Linked DNA regions of Mus musculus: region 2 is linked to region 1. The links are chromatin contacts, called in public promoter capture Hi-C maps. All regions are on one chromosome and are shown on one strand. The core of a region is the stretch at or near the end of the contact, and the rest is flanking DNA. Distances in the headings are between cores, read along the strand shown. Region 1 holds the start of Pctp (phosphatidylcholine transfer protein). Region 2 has its middle 27 kb from the start of Gm11494.

What was found. Promoter capture Hi-C pulls out the DNA fragments that hold promoters and counts their contacts.
Region 2: a contact with region 1 is called in a promoter capture Hi-C map of hippocampal neurons, with 6 times the contacts expected there. The contact joins the enhancer-like site here to the promoter of Pctp in region 1. A contact is called at or near these places in 25 of 39 promoter capture datasets (the 3T3-L1 cell line, 3T3-L1-derived adipocytes, the C10 cell line and 15 more), 2 of 15 datasets of contacts at CTCF or cohesin (CD8 T cells and stem cell-derived epiblast-like cells), 119 of 484 Hi-C or Micro-C datasets (3T3-L1-derived adipocytes, B cells, B-cell progenitors and 76 more), 31 of 115 datasets of contacts at active chromatin or transcription factors (the 230-238 cell line, the HPC-7 cell line, the NIH/3T3 cell line and 23 more) and 5 of 9 other capture datasets (adipose tissue, embryonic tail, liver and 2 more).

Annotation. Positions count from the first base shown.
Region 1 is chr11:90,001,199-90,006,306 of GRCm38.p6, forward strand. It overlaps Pctp (phosphatidylcholine transfer protein), which reads right to left and starts at 1,696. Exons shown (of 6, transcript NM_008796.3): 1 at 1,504-1,696. The coding sequence starts at 1,644.
Region 2 is chr11:90,168,157-90,173,130 of GRCm38.p6, forward strand. No RefSeq gene overlaps it. Among named protein-coding and RNA genes, the nearest start is that of Gm11494, 27 kb to the left of the region's middle. Within about 2 kb of position 2,020, at least 39 of the 459 cell types and tissues checked have an H3K27ac peak or open chromatin away from gene starts, as enhancers often do. A contact at or near this core is called in adipose tissue, beige adipocytes, cardiac endothelial cells and 8 more, where this site is marked.

The DNA.
Region 1 (5,108 bases), core at 446-2,945:
TTCTGTGTGCTGTATGTGGCACGGGGTCTCTTGTAAGAAGCACACACCTGTGGATGCATGTGAGCACAATTAGCGAAAAGACAAAAGGGCAGCTAGAGGTTCTCTCTGTGCACTGAAGTTTAAGTGGGGCACGGCACAAAGCCATCCTCCAGGCTGATAATTATCGTCAGTGAGTTCCTGTCTCTGACACGGCAGAGGCATACAGTAGAATTTCCTATTGCCAACCTCACAAAGTAGCCCTAACCCCAGAGGACTGTGAAACTATGTAGATCCAGGCTGCGATGTAACCTCACAGACGAAGCTTGGGTGACCTCAGCTGTAGGGAGGCCACCTCTGCACGCCAGAAACGCCATCCACCTTCACACAGTTCCGTCTAATCCAACTTGTTCCACAAATGTCTCGCACTAGGTTATAAACCCTCCAACTGCATCTGTCCTGAACTTCTCTGCCTCTGTGACACAGTTACGCCATTCCTCCATGTCTGCTTCCTTCACCTGTGAAAGCCAAGGCTCCCATAATAGATCAGTATTTGGAATCCTTTGCTATACCAGTCTGATCTTGTGCCAAGGAACTTCTGTTGCCTACAGCAAAGCAACTGATGCCAAACCTCCAGTTTCTCCCACCTGACTAGCTACTTGGTTCCAATGGCTTCTTAAGATGCCTCAAGATGCTTAACAACCAACTACACTCCTCCTCCGGCCTCCATTGCTCTTTCTGCATGAAGTTTCACAACCGAATTATTAAATAGACCTTAAAATTAGATCACACCCACACAGAAGACAGTCACTAAATTGATGGAATTGCTACTGTTACCTCTTGGCCAGCTCTGAACATCCAGTCCATGAGTCTTGTCTCTTTCCTACCTGCCTCAGGACATGGCCCTTCTGTACCCCATACAGAACTGGCACCCATCTGGCAAAAGGAAACATGTTCTCTGCAGACACTGGCATGGTGTAGGAATGAATAGACCAATGTTTCAATTTTCCTAGCAAACAAACGGACTGAAGTTGGGCTAAACTTCCAAACTACTCATTTTCTGTTTTCTATCAGCTGATTGCTGCCAAATGCCTCTCTCTTGTGAATGTAGATAAACACACACTCCTATATGTCCACGGGCACGCCACTCCAGCTCGATCTCGGAAACCCTGTATTGGACCCGTTATACCCACTCCCAGTGAAAGTCCAGATCCTAGACCGGGTGGGTTTCTTTGGCACCTCGCCCCATCTTCAACCACGAGCCGTTAAATACAATTCCCTACTCCCAGGCCGTTTGATTTTTTTTGCAAACGCTGCAGAGTAAAACATAAATTACAACTCAGAAGTCTAGCAACAGGAATGACCTGAGGCTGAGCTCGGACAACCTGCCAGCCGCATAAGATCTACACAGGGTAAAGTAGCTCCAAGGAGCCTAGTCACCCCTGCAGAGCAGTGGAGTACCCTTGGCGAGTCCTAACCAGGGGGCCCAGGCCCCTGACCTCCTCCAGCGGGCAGGTCAGTTGCTACCTGGTCCAGCAGCCGGTAGATGGTTATGCCTGAGGCCTCTACCAGGAGCTGCCAATCGGCCCCGGTCAGCGCCGGTTTCTGGAGTTCAGCACAAGCCTCCCGGAACTGCTCGTCCGAGAAGCAGCATGCGGCCCCCGCCATCCTTCCGCAGCCAGGATACAGCGCCCGGAGCGCAGGTCACTCACTGGCCCTTAGAGAGATCGGGGGCGGGGTCACAAGGTGACCCCAACCTGATTGGCAGGGAAGAGAGAAGGCGGGACTTGGTCGAGGAGGCGGGACGTGGGAGGGCGGGGGTGGGGAGCGGAGGTTAAGAGGGCGGTTCCAGATCTGAAGACAGGCGGGGCTAAGCAAAGGTTAAGAAGAATGCCGAGTTAAAAAATACTAGAAAAAAAGCTGTCGCTTATCTGGAGAAAGAAGGAAGGGCTGAAGAAGTAGGGAAACTTCTGGAAGTAGGGCCAGCACATCCTATACTCACCTCCACACCCTTCAAACCTGCGTGAGATTCCTACCCCCTACCTCTCTGAAGGTGGAAAGGTCTCTGGAAGACATTTGGGGAGAGGGACCGAACACAAATGCTTGAAAGTCTCAGAGGTCAGATGCTAGTTTTATATATATATATAATTTTTTAAAAATGCTCTTCTTTCTGGTATACATTTTGAAACCGTGTTTTGTGAATCAATCCCTTAGAATCAGCAGAAGGGCAAGGAAGTCACAATTAAGAAATCAGATCACAATGGACAAGATTTTTGTGGGTACAAATGATATGAAAGATAAGGTACCTGGATTTCTGCAGCTTGCATAATTTAGGTCTTGCAACTCAAAGATCTTTTTGTTCATTTGAGTCTTACTCAGCCGAAATCTGCAACCCTGGCTTTGAGTAAAGTAGGGAGTTCAAAGATAAGTGCAAACACCACTCAATTGCCAAGACCGCCTGGAAAGCCAAATTGCCTAATCTGTAAAATGGGTCAAAGACTGTGCTGCCTTAAATAGTCGAGGGCCGTAGAATATCCCAGTGCCTACCAAAGTGGTATTTAATGATCATTCCCTCTTGTTTTTCAGGAATAAACTGAAACACAATTTTTTCAATACTAGAAGGGGAAAAAAAGTGGTTAAAAAAAAAAACTATTGAAAGCCAGTTTACAAAAGCCCCACGGTCACATTTGCCAAAAAACAGACAGATCACTGTTTTATTTGCCTCAGCATGGATTTTCTTGTACAGGACAGAAGGAAAGTAAGTTATTCCAAAACACGGGAAAGATTGCTTCAAGACAAATTTCCTTGCAGTTTTAGTGGTAGCCTGTAAGCTTTCTCACAGGTGTAAACTATTACTGAAACAAGCAATCCACTCACACTCATCCAACAAGGAAACCAATGTGGAGGATTGTCAAAGATTGCCAAAGGACCAGTCATGATTGTGTGCTTTCATGGGATCGGAACTTTGTCACCACAGAAATATTGATGGATTAAGAGAGGCCCAAGGGAATGAACAGGACCATAGAAGAAACAAGAGACCAAATTCAAACTGCTTTATTGTACATGTTTAAATATGTTGTCTGTCTGTCTGCCTCTCTCTCTCTCTCTCTCTCTCTCTCTCTCTCTCTCTCACACACACACACACACACACACACACACACACACACACGTTATTTTATTTTTGTCAATACAGAATACAATCATGTTACCAAGCAGGTTTTCTTTCATGCAGGTCCCCCCCACCCACCCACCCACAAAAGAATCTACAATGGCTTTCTTCTGTCCTGTAGGAAAAAGAAATTAATGTTGAGGTGAATAAAATTGTAATTTGTCTGTGCTGTGGCAAATGTGACCTTGGAGCTTTTGTAAACTGGCTTTAAATAGTTGGGTTTTTGTTTTTGTTTTTTTTTTTTGTAAATAAAACAAAACAAAACACCTTTTTTGTTTAAGGCCTGTTATTGACGATTTACATAAATAATCCAACCTGTTTCCTTTATGAGAAAATGTCTCTTTAGGGTGTGTGGGGTGGAAGATCCAGGTCTCACAGTGAAGACCTGACTAGGAACTCATGGAGATATCCCTGCCTTTGCCTCCTGTGTGCTGGAGAGGAGATGCCTTCTTAGATGAACTGACTACGCAGCCACCCAAGCTCCTGGTCTCAGCTGTTGAAACGCTGGATAAGACAGACCAAAAAAAAAATAATAATAATAATTGTAGGCACACAGCTGAGAACAAAGAAGTGCGGGGTAGAGTTCAGAAAAGGGAGACAGAGTGGGAGCCACAGAGAGAGAGGTCCATGGGAAAGGATGTTTCAGAATGGATAGCATCTGCCTTGGCGTTTCCCCATCCCCATACTCCCCACCCCTGGTTCTGCAATCCTGTGTCCGTGGAGGAGCTCCTTTATAAAAGAGGCTGTTGAGCATGACCCCTGTTGAGAATGAACCCTTTCTGTCACCCTATTGACACCTGTCCACATATATCAAATATGTCAGAGGGCATGTCGTAAAGCCAAGGAACAAGTCTTGCTGCTAGTATCAAGTCATAAGGAGTCCTGTCATTCTGTGCTTACCAAAGAATGTCCTCTAGACAGCTTAGTGTGGCAAAGGTGTGACAGACAGGTCCTCTGCTGAATTTAGCATGGATTTTAATCTCTCTCCAGTGTAGGAAGAGCGTGCGTCTCTTTGAGGAGGAGAACTTCCTGTTTTCATCGGAACAACAGAGTTCTTAGCGGATTCAGGCTTTATAAGGGGACTCTGGTCCAGCTCCCCATCTGCTATAGGTAGAGCAGAATCTTCAAGTCACACACAAGCATCAGCAACTCAGCCTGCATCCCTCAGACTTCCTGTCTTCAGGGGCTTGGGGACACCCAAACACAATACTTCTGCCTTTGATGCCTGTGTTGAGAACCACAGGTAATGAGTAGGCACAAAATTCGACTAGGACCATTCAACCTCTGGGTTGTTGCCAGGATCAAAACAGGAGATACTTTCACAACACAGAGTTACCACAGGAGAAAGATGTACAAAACAGAATTAAGAGTCACCTAGGCCTGAGGAAACGGGACCTAGGACATGGTTCAGTGGCAGAGCAGCTGCCTCAGAAGCATGAGGCCCTAGATCTGATCCTTAAAAATAATAACAGTACCCGAGGAAACAGCTCTCCATATGAAGGAATTAGAAGATATACAATTAAAACCAAAAAGGTTCTAATCTTTTGATGAAAGCAGATGATGATGATAACTCCAATGTGAAAACTAGTTGGTGCATTTATAGCAATCCAAAAGGAGTCCCAGGCTGTAATAAAAGAACAGAACACACACACACAGTAGAATTTCTACAAATGGAAAACAGTTATTGAAATGAAAACTTAGCATCATCAAATGGCTGGCTTACTATAATGTAGGAGTGATACAGAAGTGAAGAGGTGACCCTGAGAGAACACCATGAGGAGATAGAGAAACTAAGTGTGAATGTGCCACTCACTAAGGTCCATCTAGCCATGCAGAACTGCCAAGAATTTCTGACTTGAATTCCAGAAGAAGAGAACAGGAAGGTGGGGTGTGGGGTGAGTAGGCGGTGGGGGAGATAGAGAGGAGCGAGGGTGAGAAGGACTCAGGAAGCTGAAACGTAATG
Region 2 (4,974 bases), core at 770-3,269, 170 kb after region 1:
CCAAAACTCAGATACAGTCCTTGGCATGCAAAGTAATCGCCTCCCCCACTCCTCCCCTGCCCCAGCACCTCAGCAGAGAAACTCAAATCAACAGAGCTATAGATTTTAGACTCTCTGGGATAATCTCAACCACTTGTGACAACACCTCCATAATGGTCAAACGATGGGACTGATTTGTGAACACGCCAGTGTGACAAACCCTTGTCGCAGGTCTGCTGGGCCTGACCTGAGGCTGGGAATGAGGGTAGAGTGAGTAATTACTGTCTGAGGCCTCCACAGTCCAGACAGCAAGGCACCCTAGAATAACAGTTTGTGTGTGCTCTAGTCCTGGGCTGTGCAGGGTTCTGAGATTCAGAGGCCAGGAAGCTGAACCGCGAAGGGAACCATTTAGGATTCAGAACTGTGGCCAGGAGCTTTTCAGAGGAGGAAGAAAGGACAACCGAAGCAAGCTGGGAAACTGGTGACACGGGAGGGAGGGAGCCAGTTTTCTGGGGCCAAGTGGGCATAGCCTAGTTTTGCCAGCTCTACTGGGCCAAATATTTTCTTAGGATAGACCCAAGGTTTCCAAACCCGAGTTTGTATAGTTAGAACCCAGCGATCTAGTTAAAGTTGGCTTATTTTGTTTCCTGACATTAAAAAAAAATAATAAATAATAATAAAAAAGGCTAAACAGCAAAATTCTCACTCAGAGGGCGCCCTCTCTTGGTAGAAGATCACACATAGCCTTCTTTCTAAAAAACATATTTGCCTCTTGTACACTAACACATACACACACACACATCCAGATTAAAATCTACAGTTTGTTTTGGGGTTTTTTTTGAAGGGGGGTGGCTGGAGAGATGGCTTAGTGGTTAAGAGCACCAACTGCTCTTCCAAAGGTCCTGAGTTCAATTCCCAGCAACCACACGGTGGCTCACAACCATCTGTAAAGAGATCTGATGCCCTCTTCTGGTGTGTCTGAAAACAGCTACAATGTGCTCATATAAATAAAATAAATCTTAAAAAAAAAATCTACAGTTGTATCCTTGCATCATCTTAAAAAGATAGCAGCCCTCTAGAGAGATCCCTTCAGTGGGCAGTAGGAGATGAGGGAGAAAATGGCCTAGACTAGAGAACAAGATTCCACAGGCTTCTGATCTGGAGCCTTTGAGCCTCTGTTTATGCAATTAGTGTGAGATGTACTAAAAAACCTAAGTCCCTGCTTCCCTGGACAGTCCTGGGCTTCTAAATTTATGGCTTGCCGTATCTTGGCTGACTATAAAGTGCTTGGTTACTCGGGCCATGTTTGCAGGAGTTGATGACTCTGACTCTAGCAGAGAATCTGCCCCAGGAGAAAAATATTGTTTCTGGCTGTGGCCGCTATAGTCTCTGATTTTCCACAGCGGCCAGAGATAATTGGCCCAAATGATTTCCCCTTTTCCTCCTTCTCACGATTTTCTCACAGTAAAAGGCCTGTTTGGAGACGGTAAATAACTGGCCTGTACCCAGCAGGACTGCAGCGGGCTGCAGAGGTTGCACCCTGACGCCCACTCAAACCCGCAAAGCTCCTGAAGAACAAATATGAAAGATGCGTTTTGGGTACAGCGAGGGATTTTTGAGGACATCTTACTGAAGGGCTTTCATACTTTTTCTAGCTTGCGTTGAAATGGGTTAGATGTATTCAGGATAGGCCAGATGATAAGAGTCCGGAAGTGAGCTTGTGGTGTGGCGGTTTCTTAGGATTTGGAAATTCCCCGCACAGTTTATTCCAGCAAGTGCCTAACACTAGGGAAGACCAGTACAGTAGCTGCGCGGGGAGATTGGACCCGGTTGCGATCGGCTGGAGGTCATATCAAGAAAAGACAACTTACTGTTTCAATTGCTACCCAAAACGTCATTGCTGGCATAAAGAATCGGGGAACTAGGAACATACATTACCATCCAGAACCTGTTATTGTCTATCGTCGGGTTTCCTGCTCCCAAAGGGAAGGAAAAATCCGACCACAATGCTAAGGTTTACCTGGCTTGTGGTCTCCTGATGCCCTCTCCTGGCCAGTATGGCACAGTGCGGCTGTTTGCATGGAGAATAGCGCTGTGTGTGTGGAGCTAGTAAGTGTTAAATGATAGTAAGAGAAAAAGAAAGACCTGGGATAAGAAAGAGGGAAAGAGTCAGGGCCCAGGGACACGGGCTTATAGGACAACACACAAGTCTGAGTCCACAGAGCTTAATATAGTGCAGCTAGAAGGCCAAGAAATGTATAATAAAATACAGCCCTTAGTATTTGCAGATAATAAAGTGGATTCATGAATAAGAGAGCAGGGGAGAAAGGAAAAGAAAGCATGGGAGGGAGGGAGGGAGGGAGGGAGGGAGGGGAGGAGGGAAGCAGGAGCACTGGAGTAACTGCCCCAAACTGCATTTTTCTCCCATCTGTCTTCTGAATAGAAAGATATGGGTGTGCTCATCATCTGAAAGATTTTAATATCATATAAATCCTCCAGATATGTTTTGAAGACTTTATGTTTGAGTCACCAGAAAAGCTAGCCACACACTTCTGTGGAGTCACCAATTCCACATTGTTTTCAAAGATAAAACATCGGTTGTGGTGTGGGTCATTTAGAAAGCTTGCGATGCCTAGATGAAGGAATTTGTAAACTTCAGGCAGAAGCAAGGACCCCTGATGTCCTTGTGTAAGAAGTGCTAATCCAGTTTGTATCACTTGACTTGAAAGTATATCTGTGGCACAGACCATGGGTCACGATGGAACCAACGCTTGTCACGGTCCTCTAAACATGCAAAATGGAGGCTGCTGACTGATGGCTGGGAGATATTTGAAGCTGATTCTCATGTTGCATAGCAAATACTTGCTTCCCTACTAGGTGAGTGGGCTTGCTCGGACTTCCAGATCTCTTAACTGCTGTACAATGTCCTAGTAAACGAAATTGCAATAGCAAACAGACCCCTTCAATCATTTTTTTTTCCATTTACATTGCAGTACCAAGAAAATACTCTTCTTCCATATGGGTACCAGGATTCCATGTTTTGTCTACCTAATGGCTCCAGCCTCCTATGGAGCCTATCCTAGGTCAGAGGAACAGATAAACTCAAAAATGGCATCATCTATCACATCCTTTGGCTGCATCCTGGGCCACACCCAGCTCCAGAGGATGCTAAGAACTGTGATGTAGCTGTGTGCCTAAGAAAATACATCCTGCCAATTAAATTCTTGCCCATGACTACCAAAGCTTCTAGTCACACAGTATTCTTCATTAGCCAAATCCTTTATTCATATATAATCCTTATTATATTGATGTCTATCATGCCACCTCAAAACCACAGCCCTAACAATTATGAATCATGTTGCTTCAAACAAACTGCCAACATGCCACAGCTACATTCCCTTCCACTCATACAGTGGATGATAACAGACCTTATAGTAACATAAAGATAATGTGAACTAACACAGATAATGCACTCAACAAGGTGTCAACTGATGGCGTGACCTTGGGCTAACTTGCCTTTTTCTTTTGCCAAATCGAAGGAGTTGGTTAAATCTCTGTTGGTTTTGCGTTGTGCTTAAAGCATTGCTGGCAGTAGCTCTTTCATTCCCCTCCTAGGATGACTTTAGTCTGTTGTGATGAGGTAACAGGAGCAGAGCAGAAGACTCCCTGGCTCGGGTGTAGCATGCTGGTAGAGTGCTCGTGTAACATCCTTGAGGCCCTGGGTTCCACCTTCACTAGTCCAACGAGCAGGAGGAGGGGAGGAAGCAAGGGGGGGAGGAAAGGAGGTTGGGGAAGGGGGAGAAAGAATATGCACATATAAATTAAGTCATCAAAAGAACAATTTTAATTTTATTAAAAAAAAAAAGTCAGGCTGAGTGTAGAAGCTTGCACCCATAATCCAGAGTAGGAGTGTTACAGGTTCAAGGTCAAGCTGAGGCTACCTAGTGAGAGTAACCTGGACTACAAAGTGAGATTTTTTTTTTGTCTCAAAATAAAAACCATAACAAAATGAAAGGAGGAAGGAAAAGAAGGAAGAAGGAAGGGGAGAGAAAAATGGAAAGCAAACGATTATTCCTAAATTACCTGTGGGTGTGACAGAATTTTCAGAGAAGAAATAACGTAACTTTCTACATAGAAGATAGAATTCGGAGCATAAGGGTGAGAGCAGGCATAGAAAGCTCTACCCAACCATTAGTCACAATGAAACATCAAATAACTGGGAGAAAGCCAAGGAAAAGTTGAGAGACTTTGATGATAACACTTTCTCTATATAGTCTCGACTAGCAATGTGTAACCCTAGAGAGGTGAGCTGCTGCTGGCCAATGACCATGCTAAGAGAGCTCGTTAGCCAATGATGGTGCGCCAAGGGAAGTAGAAGGCAAGGGCCACAGGCACAGGCTCCCTATTCAAACCTTGGCTCTGGTATGTAAAACCACATGACCTCAGCAATGTTCCCAGCCTCCACACCCTGGTTTCCTCATCAGAAAATGAATGACGACATTTCATAGAGTAGAGAGGGTTGGACTACACAACACATGCAAAGTAGTTAGCGGACCCGGTGTGTAGCAAGCCTTCAGCTATCATGCTATTCAATGACAACACAAGTTAGGCCAGTTCCTACTGTAACGGCCCCCAGACGTTAGCATAGCCGATTCTGTGATGGAAGCGCCAATCAGGCCATAAAACTTAGCATGTAGACAGCTCCATCTGCTGCAAAAACAAAGACCCAATCCATCAAAGCCCATAGTTCTGGGAAAGTCTCTAAATGTACTAATGGTGCTTCTTTTGGCTTCTGTAGTTCTGCTTATGGTTAAGTGTTCTTGGTAACTGAACATGGATTTTGTACTTAAAAGCTCACCCTGAGAGAGGCTTGGTGTTACCCTGGGATCCTGAACGCCCAGTGTAATCCCTAGCCAGCTAATAAAGACTTTCTATTGGCTTAACAGTCTACCCCGTAACACTCACTACGACAGGATTGAAGTTCTTCTTTCTTTA